4 separate regions of the Mus musculus genome follow, and regions 2, 3 and 4 are each linked to region 1. A link is a contact called in public HiChIP or PLAC-seq, Micro-C and promoter capture Hi-C data. All regions are on one chromosome and are shown on one strand. Each heading gives the region's core, a stretch centred on a gene start, on an enhancer-like site or on the middle of the called end of the contact. The rest is flanking DNA. Distances are from core to core; before and after follow the strand shown.

The links. Promoter capture Hi-C pulls out the DNA fragments that hold promoters and counts their contacts. A called contact is a pair of places that touch in the nucleus more often than the background predicts. HiChIP or PLAC-seq counts read pairs in DNA pulled down with a chosen protein or histone mark.
Region 2: a Micro-C map of embryonic stem cells shows a contact between it and region 1, with 5 times the contacts expected there. The contact joins the promoter of Pax6os1 here to the promoter of Mpped2 in region 1. A contact is called at or near these places in 6 of 39 promoter capture datasets (cranial neural crest, embryonic stem cells, second pharyngeal arch cranial neural crest and 1 more), 10 of 484 Hi-C or Micro-C datasets (LSK cells, cerebellum, embryonic stem cells and 1 more), 6 of 115 datasets of contacts at active chromatin or transcription factors (astrocytes, embryonic forebrain, embryonic stem cells and 2 more) and 1 of 9 other capture datasets (embryonic stem cells).
Region 3: a promoter capture Hi-C map of second pharyngeal arch cranial neural crest shows a contact between it and region 1. The contact joins the promoter of Wt1 here to the promoter of Mpped2 in region 1. A contact is called at or near these places in 4 of 39 promoter capture datasets (cranial neural crest, embryonic stem cells, second pharyngeal arch cranial neural crest and 1 more), 2 of 484 Hi-C or Micro-C datasets (both in embryonic stem cells), 1 of 115 datasets of contacts at active chromatin or transcription factors (embryonic stem cells) and 1 of 9 other capture datasets (embryonic stem cells).
Region 4: an H3K4me3 HiChIP or PLAC-seq map of embryonic stem cells shows a contact between it and region 1, with 7 read pairs. The contact joins the enhancer-like site here to the promoter of Mpped2 in region 1. A contact is called at or near these places in 3 of 39 promoter capture datasets (cranial neural crest, embryonic stem cells and second pharyngeal arch cranial neural crest), 2 of 484 Hi-C or Micro-C datasets (both in embryonic stem cells), 2 of 115 datasets of contacts at active chromatin or transcription factors (astrocytes and embryonic stem cells) and 1 of 9 other capture datasets (embryonic stem cells).

What each region holds. Positions count from the first base shown.
Region 1 is chr2:106,691,815-106,694,514 of GRCm38.p6, forward strand. It overlaps Mpped2 (metallophosphoesterase domain containing 2), which reads left to right and starts at 1,367. Exons shown (of 7, transcript NM_001143683.2): 1 at 1,367-2,007.
Region 2 is chr2:105,668,956-105,671,655 of GRCm38.p6, forward strand. Pax6os1 (paired box 6 opposite strand 1) reads right to left here and starts at 1,375. Exons shown (of 4, transcript NR_002867.2): 1 at 1,281-1,375. It also overlaps a transcript of Pax6 not described here.
Region 3 is chr2:105,125,212-105,127,911 of GRCm38.p6, forward strand. It overlaps Wt1 (Wilms tumor 1 homolog), which reads left to right and starts at 1,318. Exons shown (of 10, transcript NM_144783.2): 1 at 1,318-2,231. The coding sequence starts at 1,586. It overlaps Wt1os (Wilms tumor 1 homolog, opposite strand), which reads right to left and starts at 1,299. Exons shown (of 7, transcript NR_015462.1): 1 at 1,112-1,299. RefSeq lists a promoter at 805-1,571, a cis regulatory region at 1,000-1,037 and an enhancer at 1,333-1,562.
Region 4 is chr2:105,690,151-105,692,867 of GRCm38.p6, forward strand. It overlaps Pax6 (paired box 6), which reads left to right. Exons shown (of 12, transcript NM_001310144.1): 7 at 1,415-1,573; 8 at 2,044-2,126; 9 at 2,320-2,470; 10 at 2,587-2,702. Among named protein-coding and RNA genes, the nearest start is that of Pax6, 16 kb to the left of the region's middle. RefSeq lists an enhancer at 1-277. Within about 2 kb of position 1,256, at least 17 of the 459 cell types and tissues checked have an H3K27ac peak or open chromatin away from gene starts, as enhancers often do. A contact at or near this core is called in embryonic stem cells, where this site is marked.

The sequences.
Region 1 (2,700 bases), core at 117-2,616:
CTAGTCAGTGTTCATGGTTGGGCTGAAAACCAAAAGACAGCAAAATATGAAACTGCCCCTTCACCTCATCTTTGGCATCCTTTAATGTCAGTGTCACTTGCTGTGATTTGTGCTTGGCCAGAGAAGGCACTGTCCTTTCCCCTCAGCCCATCAGGCAAGCACTGACACTCTGGGCACACTATACAATGAAAGTACATCAGTAAGCCCATTTCCCCTTCATTTCTGCATCCTGAGCAGAAGAGATGGACTACTTAAAATTCAAGTGTCAGGAAAGTCCATTGTAAAAGGGAAATATTTTCAAGCGAATTCCGTTTGATCTTTTTTTTTTTTTTCTTTAAATAAGGGGCTCCTTCTGCCTCTCTCCCTTCCTTTCCAGACCTTGGAAACCAATTAGTCTCAGCACAGAGGCTACAGGCCAGGTTGAAACGGCTCCTTTTTAATTTTAGGGGATATAATTTCAGCCAGGACGTCTAGTCAGTTGTCATGTAGTATACAAAGCACAGGTTTCACTCTCGTGCACATACATTGGTGTTCCCTTCGGAGAATGCAGATTTTCTTTTCTTTTCTTCTTTCTTCTTCTTCTTCTTTTTTTTTTTTTTTTTTTTTTTTTTTTTTTGAATCTGACTCCTAGAAAGGAATTAGATCTGGTCGCCGTCCAAATCCTTCGGCTCTGACAGTGGCATAACATCACAGGGCCACCTCATCTTTCAGACAGCCGTGCCAACCAAGTTTTCTAAAAAGCCGTCTGTCCCACCATTTCAGCGGCTTTTCCTATCCTTACCCCGCCCTCCTTTTGCATACAAATCCTAGTGTTCCGCTCCCCTTCCCCGCCAGGTTTCCAAAGTAGCAGAGAAAATTGGAGTAACTTCGATTTATTTATTTATTTATTTATTTGAAGAGCGTGTCTTTGGGAAAGGGAGAATGTGATTCAAAGGGGCGCGGGGGTGTGGGTGCGGAAACAATTAAAGCCTTTGCCTGACTTCACCTTCTTATCCTGAACCTGTCTTAATTCTTGAAGGTGAAAAAACACCAGCTGGGTTGGCCTTTTCTTTCTCAGGAACAACATTACAGAGCCAAAGTGGGGTGTGTGTGCCTCTGGCTCTATGAGAGGGTTTAGGAGAGGGAAGCCTTGATACCCCATAGGAAAGTCTCAGTTCAGCAGTGTGGAGGGACCCTGGGGTCGCCCCTCTTGTGAGATCTTAGTGCCCCAGTCGCTCCTCCTGCCCCTGCAGCGAGTTCTGCGCTTTGGAGCTGTGCCAGGACCTCTGACAGAGCCTGGCAGGTTCATGAGTGGGGGGCGGGGGCTTGGTGTTCTCTTTGCAGAAGACGACCATCTGGGGGGCTCCCTTATTTTCCTGGCGCTCAGTGGCCCGCCCCCATCTCCCCGACCCCTATCATTTTAACGCTGATCACACACGATGGTGAACTTGCAGCTCAGCTTCCTGCCGCCTGCTTGACCCAGGGAGCACCAGCAGCCTGCGGGCCTCGCCCTCCGCTCTCCCTCCTCTCCTGGAAACCCCGCGGCCTCGGGGCGTGGGTGGGGGGTTCGAGTGGGCCGGAACTACGGCAGGGGCGTGCAGGGCGCGGGGTCCCAGCGGGGAGCTCACAGCAAGCGGCGCCTGGGCGGCCCTGCTTCCTGGAGCTGTGCTCCTTTGACCCCAGTGGCAGTCCCTGTCACTGCACCGCTCGCGCTCCCTTCGCTCGCCGCGCCCTCGCTGCCTCTCCTCGCCCCCTCGCTCCTTCTCTTCCCAGATCGAGGCTGCTCCGGTCCTCTCCACCTCCCCACGCAGCGACCCCGCGTCCCGCTCGCACCGCGCCCCTGTGCTGCCCTCCCAGGCCCTGGATCGGCGGCGGGGACCTCCGGGGTCGAAGGTTCTGGCCCGCCCGCGCCCCTCGCCCCTGCCGCCCCCAGCGCTGCTCCAAGCCGGCTCGGGTTGCTTGGCGATGGCTCGCCCGCACACCGGGCGCTGAAGGCATCCCGGGGACCCGGAGCGCAGCCCGGGAAAGGTAATCCGCCCGGGGAAGGGAGGCGGAGGGCGGGGGAGGGGGGAGGAGGCGGCCGGTGCCGGGCGCGAGAGGAAGGGGAAAAAAAAATGCACACACAAAGCGGAGCCCGGGTGAGAGGTGCCTTGTCAGAGGCGCGTGCGAGGGCGCGGGGGCTGCGGAGCGCGGCGGCCCCGCCGACCCTGAGGTTGGCCGACTGAACACTCGAGGACCCGGGGAGAGCAGATTTGTCTCCCCCGAAGCCCCCAACAAGCGAGAGCGAATTTCTTTACGTAGCTGTCCTTCTTCCCACTCCCCATCTCGCCCCCTGTTCTCCCTTCCCCCCAGCCCTCGGCCACGGACCTCTCGGGGTCCCCACCTCCCTGCCCCCTCCTCCGCCGGGTTTCTCAGGAAGGTGGTGGCGGCAGGGGGAGGGGGTTGTCCGCGAAAGCCTGCGGCAAAGCCCCGGGGCAAGGGATGGGGGTGGGGCCCGGGAGTCCGAGATCTGTTTACTAGAAAGTCCCAGGGTCGTGCGCCGCAGCTGCCCCGGCCTAGGCCCGGGTGCATTGTGTTGGCCCGAGCCCTGTGCGCCCGCGGCGGCCCGGGGCCAGGTGCAGTGGCCGGACGGCTCGGTGCAGCTTTGTGCTCCGGCCGCCCGCGCGCGCAGCGCTCCAGCGCGGAGCTCTCCGCCAGCCCCCGCGCCCGGACCTTACTCTC
Region 2 (2,700 bases), core at 125-2,624, 1.0 Mb before region 1:
TGTCAGATCTGCTACTTCCCCCCGAGAAGCGGCTTTGAGAAGTGTGGGAACCAGCGCCACCAGACTCACCTGACACCCCACCCTCGGCTCACAGGTAACCGCTTTGATTCTAGCCAGACTCACCCCAAGAGTAGCGGCGCCCCTCTCCGACGTGCAACCTGTGTGTTCAGGTCATAGAAACCCTCCCCGAGTGGCCCCGGCCTTGATTTTTTTCTTTTTCTTTTTAAAGGAAGCTTACAAAGATGGTAGAGGAGTTGCTGCGGATGGGACGGGGGTGAGGGGGAGGGGATGTCTTTGCGAAGCATGCTTCTTTGTAAAAGTAACAAAATGTTGTGGTCTCAAGAGAGGACTTCCCGTCTGGCCCTGAGCTGGGGGTGATGTGGGGGGTGGGAGGGTGGTGGCTGTGGCCGCAGTCTAAAGAAATCGCTGAGATCCTAAGAAAAGCAGGCGGTGGGCATGCAGTTTGCAACACGCCTTCCCCCGATGCAATTAGCGACATTCATGCTTGGAGAAGCCACCAAGCCTCGCGCCGAATTCATGGAGCACCCCGCGGAAGGTCGGGCGACTTGCGACAAAAGTTTCCCCAAGGTTGTGTAGATGTGTGTTCCATATCGAAGTCAAAGTCTTGGGGTTCGTTTCCCCCGAAAGGAGCACAGGACGAAAGAATGCGGCCCTCCAGAGCTGGGCAGCGCGCGCGAAGGCCCCAGCGTGTGATTTGAGCTTCCTTCGGAAGACCTAATAATTAGCGATTCTCACTGAGCTAGAATGCGGGCTCGGGTTACCGGGAACGGGTTCCTAGCAGCGGCGGAGCTCTTTGCCTCGGCGGGAAGCATGTGGGCTCCAGGGGAACCCGGTTGCTGAGTGCCCTGGAGAGAGATACCCAGCCATGCTCCGGCTCCAGGAAGGCCAGAACTTGGCCGAAGTGGGTCAGGAAAGTGATTACCCCTAACTTAAACTAAAAGGTGTTTTCGCCAGGTTGGAAAATCTCTCACTCAAGCCCTAAGCTTACCAGGAGCCGCTCAGGCTGCCTGAGTCGGGGCACCGGAGCAACCCACCGGAAATTTGAGGCCATGTAGCAGGCCTGGCCTGGATCTCGCCCACTCCCACGCGTGCTCCTGACGCCCTCTCTCTAGACCCGCTGGAGGCACTTGTCCAGATCGTTTGGCTCTCAAGCACCTGTGACAGGTGCCCAGGAGTCTAACTCTGAGCAGAGTCCCCTCTGAGCGCCTCACATAGAAAGGAGGCCACGGGCAAAGTGGCCACCAGTCTGAGCACCTTACCTGAACGGGGGTCCTCTCCTCCGAGAGTTCCTTATTCCAGAGTTGAGCCGTGAGCAGTTTGCCCGCTTCGCAGTAGGAAGTGGACCTTCTCCTCTAGTCATAAATCAAACCAGCCATCCTCGGGCCTCCTCCCTCATTAGAGATGTTTATTGGAGATTGTGTTTATTCGGCTGTCACGGCGAGAAAACGCGGTGACATAATTACCTCTGACCAGAGTCCTCGCCCTGCGCCCAGGGTGAGCCAGGGACTTCCTCTGCTGTGGTCTTACTCTGCTGCCCTCCTTGATCAGAGGGCAAATCGGATTGGTGTGTCTACTTTTTCCTCCCTCAGACTTCGTATCATTTGAATTATTGGAGAACTTAGTATTCAAATTTCCGCCAGTGCCCAGACTTGGAAAAGAAAACCAAAGAGAATCCAGCTTCCAGGGAGAGAGGGAGAGAGAAGTAAGGGAGAGAGAGAGGGAAAGGGAGAGAGAGAGAGAGAGAGAGAGAGAGAGAGAGAGAGAGAGAGAGAGAGTAAATCTTGCATGAGAACTTTCTAGTGCACTGGCAGAGATGCTTGGCCAGACCTAGAAGGACGAGTGCCTGTATTTGTGGTATTATTTTTTCTTTTGCTTCCCTTTTTCATTCCTTTTCTTTTCGGGAGGAATCTGGCTGCAGAGCCTTGATCCCAGAGTTCGGATATTCTCCCAGGTGGACCCCGATCTCCGAGGAAACAACCAGGGCTTAATCCCTCATTGCTCTGTCCCTGACTCCCAATCCCCACAAGTTTTTCCCTGATGGGGAGGCTTCAAGTCACCATCTGTGAGACTGGGTTAGGAAATGATGAAAAGCGCCAAATTGTTCTCTAATTGAAAAATACATTGTTTTTTTGGAGGAGTGTGCACTGACAAAGTATCTGGGATTTCAGCTTTTGATCCCTTGCTACTGCTGCCTCTGCTCTCCAGTCACTAATAAAACTCGCATTGAGCCCCTTAGTGCCTTGATTAACAGGCAGATTAACTCTTACTGGGGTTGGGAACAGCTTGTCTCAATCAATGTCATTTTAAAAGCCTGTCAGGATGTGCTTAGTTCGGTTCCAGGCTGCTGGAGTGAGCCAGCCCTGACATTTGCTCTCTCTTTCCCAGTCTCAAAATCCTGAGCATCAGGCCTGCACGTTTCTAGCTCCTGAACAAAACAAATGGCAGGAGTCAGTCCCTGGCCCTTCTACCAGGCAGCTGTTCAGACATATTCTATAGAGCGGTGACCTTAGCAAGCTTTTCATTTGAAGCTGAACACTTACCTCTTTAGTACTGAGGTTAGAAGAAAAGGAGACTTGAAGGAATGTCCCGGGGTTGGAGAATGGAAAGAGAACTTTTCTAGACACCCTATCTGTAAAAATCCCAAAACGATGGGATTTCAGGGTGTCCTATGCGTTAGAG
Region 3 (2,700 bases), core at 68-2,567, 1.6 Mb before region 1:
TAAGACCATTGAAATGCTAGATTTCTTTGTGTTTACAGTCAACATCCTTGACTGCCCCCCCCCCACCCAGGTTTAGTTGGAAAGCTTCAAGCCTCATTCTGGTTCCAGATGCCTGACTGCCACCAGCTGGCTTCCCGGCCCCGCGCGCCTGGCAGTCCCAGGGTGAACAGTCGCTGCTGCCTCCAAGAGTCCCCAAGTCTGACCTGCGAAACCCACTACACTCCTTAGGCTTCTATTTGCCTACGGGTTCTTTCCTCCGAGGATTCCACTGCTTTAGGAAACTCAGACAATACAAACCAACCCCCAAACACCTGTTCCAAGATTCCAAACAGCTACAAGGTGTAGGGAGGAGCTCTTTTTGAGAAGCCACTCTCTGGAAACCCTCTGGGCTACCAGTGCAAACACGCCTCTAGCAAAGGGCCTGTGAAGTCTCTCCTGGGCTCATTTCTAGGTTAGTCTGACTAGTTTGCATCTCCCGATCAAACACCGCAGGTCCGCCATCATTCCCTAATCACTAGAAGAAGCTGTGTTTGGAGACGTAGCTTTGCTCCTCCATTCCCGTTTCTTCTCAACAAGGCGCCGAAACGTTCCCACCACACTCAAAGTAGGTTCTGGGCATTTCTGCTAAGCGCCTCCCACGGCACCCCCCAAAACAGCTGAAAATTTCCCCCAGTTAATTTAAGGTTTAAATACCCCATTGCCAAAAAGAGACAGTAAGTGTCATCTACACTGTAGGTAACACCCGCCCTCTGGGTTCCAACCGTACCAAAGAACCAATTATCAGACAGCCGAAAAGGTCCCGCTTGTCACAACTGACGTCACACTTCATAATTATCTATCCCGAACAATTTCACCTTGAATCTCAACCTGCGAACCCAGAGGGACTAATCTCCTAAAGTGACCCCGCAGCTAGCCTCTAGAATTCTGGACATGGGAGGAGATAAGCCCCAAAGTTAGGCTATCTGCCTCAGAACCCAGGAGAGTTCTCTGGGCTCTCTGGTTCCCGCCCTCTTGGAGCCCACCTGCCCCTCCCTCCACCCCCACCCTTCCTGATTAACAGCCCGGACTCTTCTCCTACTTCGGTCCGACACCGAGGGGACTCATTACTTACCTAGACGGCCTTGCCTCAAGGCGCCTACACTCGGGAAGGCCAGCTAGGGTAGCAGGGGGAGGCTTGCGGTACAGGCCAGCTGAGAGCACGTGGCGGGCCAGAGAGGAGGGTGTCTCCGAGATGAACGCTCCCTCGGGCCCGCCCCACACCCCCGGTGCTAGTAACCGGGACGAGCAGCGCGCTTTGCTGAGCTAGGCTAGGGCTGCTGTGTGAATGGAGCGGCCGAGCATCCTGGCTCCTCCTCCTTCCCTGCTGCCGGCCCCTCTTATTTGAGCTTTGGGAAGCTGGGGGCAGCCAGGCAGCTGGGGTAAGGAGTTCAAGGCAGCGCCCACACCCGGGGCTCTCCGCAACCCGACCGCCTGCCTGCTCCCCCTTTCCTTTTCCCGCCCTCCCTCCCACCCACTCATTCACCCACCCACCCAGAGAGAGGACGGCAGCCCAGGAACCCGGGCCCGCCGCCTCCTCGCCGCGATCCTGGACTTCCTCCTGTCGCAGGAGCCGGCTTCCACGTGTGTCCCGGAGCCGGCGTCTCAGCACACGCTCCGCCGGGAGCCCGGGTGCGTCCAGCAGCCGGAGCAACCTGGGGACCGAGGCCCCCGGAGCGCCTGGGCCAAGTCCAGCGCCGAGAATCCGCAGGATCGCAGGAGCGGAGAACCGTCCGCATCCGAGCCGCACCTCATGGGTTCCGACGTGCGGGACCTGAACGCGCTGCTGCCCGCTGTGTCTTCGCTGGGCGGCGGCGGCGGCGGCTGCGGGCTCCCTGTGAGCGGCGCAGCGCAGTGGGCGCCCGTGTTGGACTTCGCGCCTCCGGGCGCCTCGGCTTACGGGTCGCTGGGCGGTCCCGCGCCTCCTCCCGCTCCGCCGCCGCCTCCGCCGCCACCCCACTCCTTCATCAAACAGGAGCCCAGCTGGGGCGGCGCCGAGCCACACGAGGAGCAGTGCCTGAGCGCCTTCACCTTGCACTTCTCGGGCCAGTTCACCGGTACAGCCGGGGCCTGTCGCTACGGACCCTTCGGTCCTCCCCCGCCCAGCCAGGCGTCCTCGGGCCAGGCCAGGATGTTCCCCAATGCGCCCTACCTGCCCAGCTGCCTGGAGAGCCAGCCTACCATCCGCAACCAAGGTAAGGATTCCGGACAGCGCGACCTCCACGCGCGGTAGTGGCTCCGCGACCTGCTCCCACGCCGCTTCTCCCCTTGTCTGTTCCTTCCTGATGCCAGTTCTTACTCAGCAGCCTTCCAAGGGAGTCTGAAAGTAGCGGACAGGGAGGAGTGGGCTCTGTCAAATGCGAGTGACAACGCGACAACGCACCACCACCACCACCACTTACACATTACTGAGCGCAACCCCAGAGTCCGATAGTTCGTAGGACGCGGGAGGACATCTGGGGCCCCGGGGTGTCCTAGAGATTTCGGAACTCCACGGGAGGAGGAAGAGGAGGTTGGCTGTAACGTGTGACTCTACACCGGGGGAAAGTCTGATGCATAAGGCCTCACCAGGCGTTGACTCTTAAAACGTCTAGGGTAGACCAAGATGAGGACTCCGAGTGGTGCTGTGGTTTAGGGACATCCCCCACCCCCCGCCCCCGTGCT
Region 4 (2,717 bases), core at 6-2,505, 1.0 Mb before region 1:
GTTTCCCTTACTCGCGGGGCATTGTGTGGTGCTGAAAAGCAGCCCCTCGCTATTCAAGTGTTGGTGGTCATCTCAATAGATCTCCAAGGGCCCATATGGTGGCCAGTGCCGATGAATCCGCCTGTTTAAATGGGGGAGAAAGTTGGGGTTTTAAAACATTTCAAAGTTCCTGAAAAGATCCCACTAGATCCTGTCACAATTCCCTGAACGCTTTGAAGGCGCGGCCTATTGTCTCCTGGTTATAAATGATATTCCTGGCCAAGTCGATTCCCACAGAGGCCTGGCGCCCCCTCCCCCCAAACTAGCCAAGTTTCTAGGATCCGGAGAGAACAGTTCTTGTTGGTATCCCGTGGGGGCCACAGGCCTCAGGACCCAAGACAGCCTGCAGTGCCCTGGGAAGCCCAGCCAAGGCCTGAGTCCTTTCCTTCCCACAGGCTGCCGCCTTGCCCGAAAGGTGCACAGCAGAGCCGGTTAGCCCAAGTGCACAGCTCTTCACCAAGCGCAAAGGAAAACAATGAAACTTTCCCTGTTTAATGATAGAAATTACATTAAAAGTGGTGGAAATGCCCTAATTAAAAATGTACCACTTAAATGATATGCCAAGGACTCAGCTGCAGCTTAGCATATTTAGCTAGTTAGTGAACTCTCCGCCGTCTCTCTTTTAAAATTACACGTTAAAAATTTAAAAGAAATCTTACTTTTCTCTGGTGCAACACATTACAAAGAATGGACAGTCCTTTTATCTAAATATAAAATTCCATTTTCAGCAATTATAGCCTGTTCTTGGTGATGATATAATTACAGCTGTGCTCGTAATAGGTGTCAAGGCGAAACACACTCACACAATGGTTGAATAAAACTGCAGAACAATGCAAGCACTTCTAAATTCACAACCTTTAAAATGAAATTGACTGTGCAGAATTCAAATAAAAACTAGATAAATATTTTTTTAAAAAGATTACAAGCTTGGTTTGGTTTCTTAATAGCATTTTCTACAAACCTATCAACATCTAATTGATTAGATAGGAATTACTGATTATAGATCAGCTGAAATCGTGCACATCACTCTATTTTCCCAACACAGCCATAGGTAAATACTTTCTGTAGGGCAAGGGAACTGGATGTGGAGTCAGAGTCGGCAGGGAAAGATCATTTTGCCTGGAAACTTTTTGGCTTGCTTTGTCATTCAAAGAGACCTTGCGAGAGCACTGTCAGGTCTCATCTAAATGAAAACCAAGGAATGTGACTCAGGTAACTGGTGTCATTCAAAGAAGGCTACCATCTGACTAACTTAGGAAGGCTTTGTGGAGGCGCAGATTACCCAGTCCTCGGAGTTTCTAACTGTGCCGAGTCCCATTAGGAGCCCCCCCATGCCGTTCCGATTTCTCTTATTGTCCTATTCTTTTTGTTGCAGATGGCTGCCAGCAACAGGAAGGAGGGGGAGAGAACACCAACTCCATCAGTTCTAACGGAGAAGACTCGGATGAAGCTCAGATGCGACTTCAGCTGAAGCGGAAGCTGCAAAGAAATAGAACATCTTTTACCCAAGAGCAGATTGAGGCTCTGGAGAAAGGTGACTGGGAAATTTCCAAAGCAGAGAAACCTTAAATCAAAGGAAATGCCACAGCAAAAGCACAAAGGGCTAAATTTAGCTAGGGCTCTTTGCATAAAGGATGAAAAGCCCCCCCCCCCCACTTTTCAGTGTGTGTGTGTTTTTTTTTTTTTTGTGTGTGTGTGTGTGCGCGCATATGCATTTTCTCTCTTCTTTTCACACACCAGCAAACTGAAATATTACAATTCTGACAGACAAAGGAAATGATGACCTATCTGACTGTCTTAGGCCACAGATAAGGACAAACACTAAATGTCATTCCAAAGAAAACTTGCTCCTGGTGGGAAAGTTCTTGCTAGTACAGTCAGCACACTGTCAAGCTGTCTGATTGGCTGGATGAGATGGGAGTTGGGTGTTAAAAGCTAGGTTGATCCAGTGTCTGAACTATCTTGTGTTCTGGTATAATATATAAAATCAACTTACTCTTTCAGAGTTTGAGAGGACCCATTATCCAGATGTGTTTGCCCGGGAAAGACTAGCAGCCAAAATAGATCTACCTGAAGCAAGAATACAGGTACCTAGGGACCATGTGGTTTTTATGCACTGGGATGCTTATATTTTGCCTTGGCTGTATACCAGTCACTGATATAATCATGGTCAGGTTTGCAAAGACTCCCTTGTTCTAGGGTAAGGGTGGGGATGGAGGGCTTTTTGTTTGTGGCCGAGTGGTAGCAAGCATAGGGCTAACCTGTTCTGTGCATTTCCAGGTATGGTTTTCTAATCGAAGGGCCAAATGGAGAAGAGAAGAGAAACTGAGGAACCAGAGAAGACAGGCCAGCAACACTCCTAGTCACATTCCTATCAGCAGCAGCTTCAGTACCAGTGTCTACCAGCCAATCCCACAGCCCACCACACCTGGTAACTTGAAATCCCACCTGCCAAGAACGGTTCTTAACCTTGCCTGCCCTTGACTTTCTCTTGCCTTGTAATGAATGACCTTGCCCTCTCTCTGTCTCTTTTCTCTTCCTCTGCAGTCTCCTCCTTCACATCAGGTTCCATGTTGGGCCGAACAGACACCGCCCTCACCAACACGTACAGTGCTTTGCCACCCATGCCCAGCTTCACCATGGCAAACAACCTGCCTATGCAAGTAAGAGAGGACGGT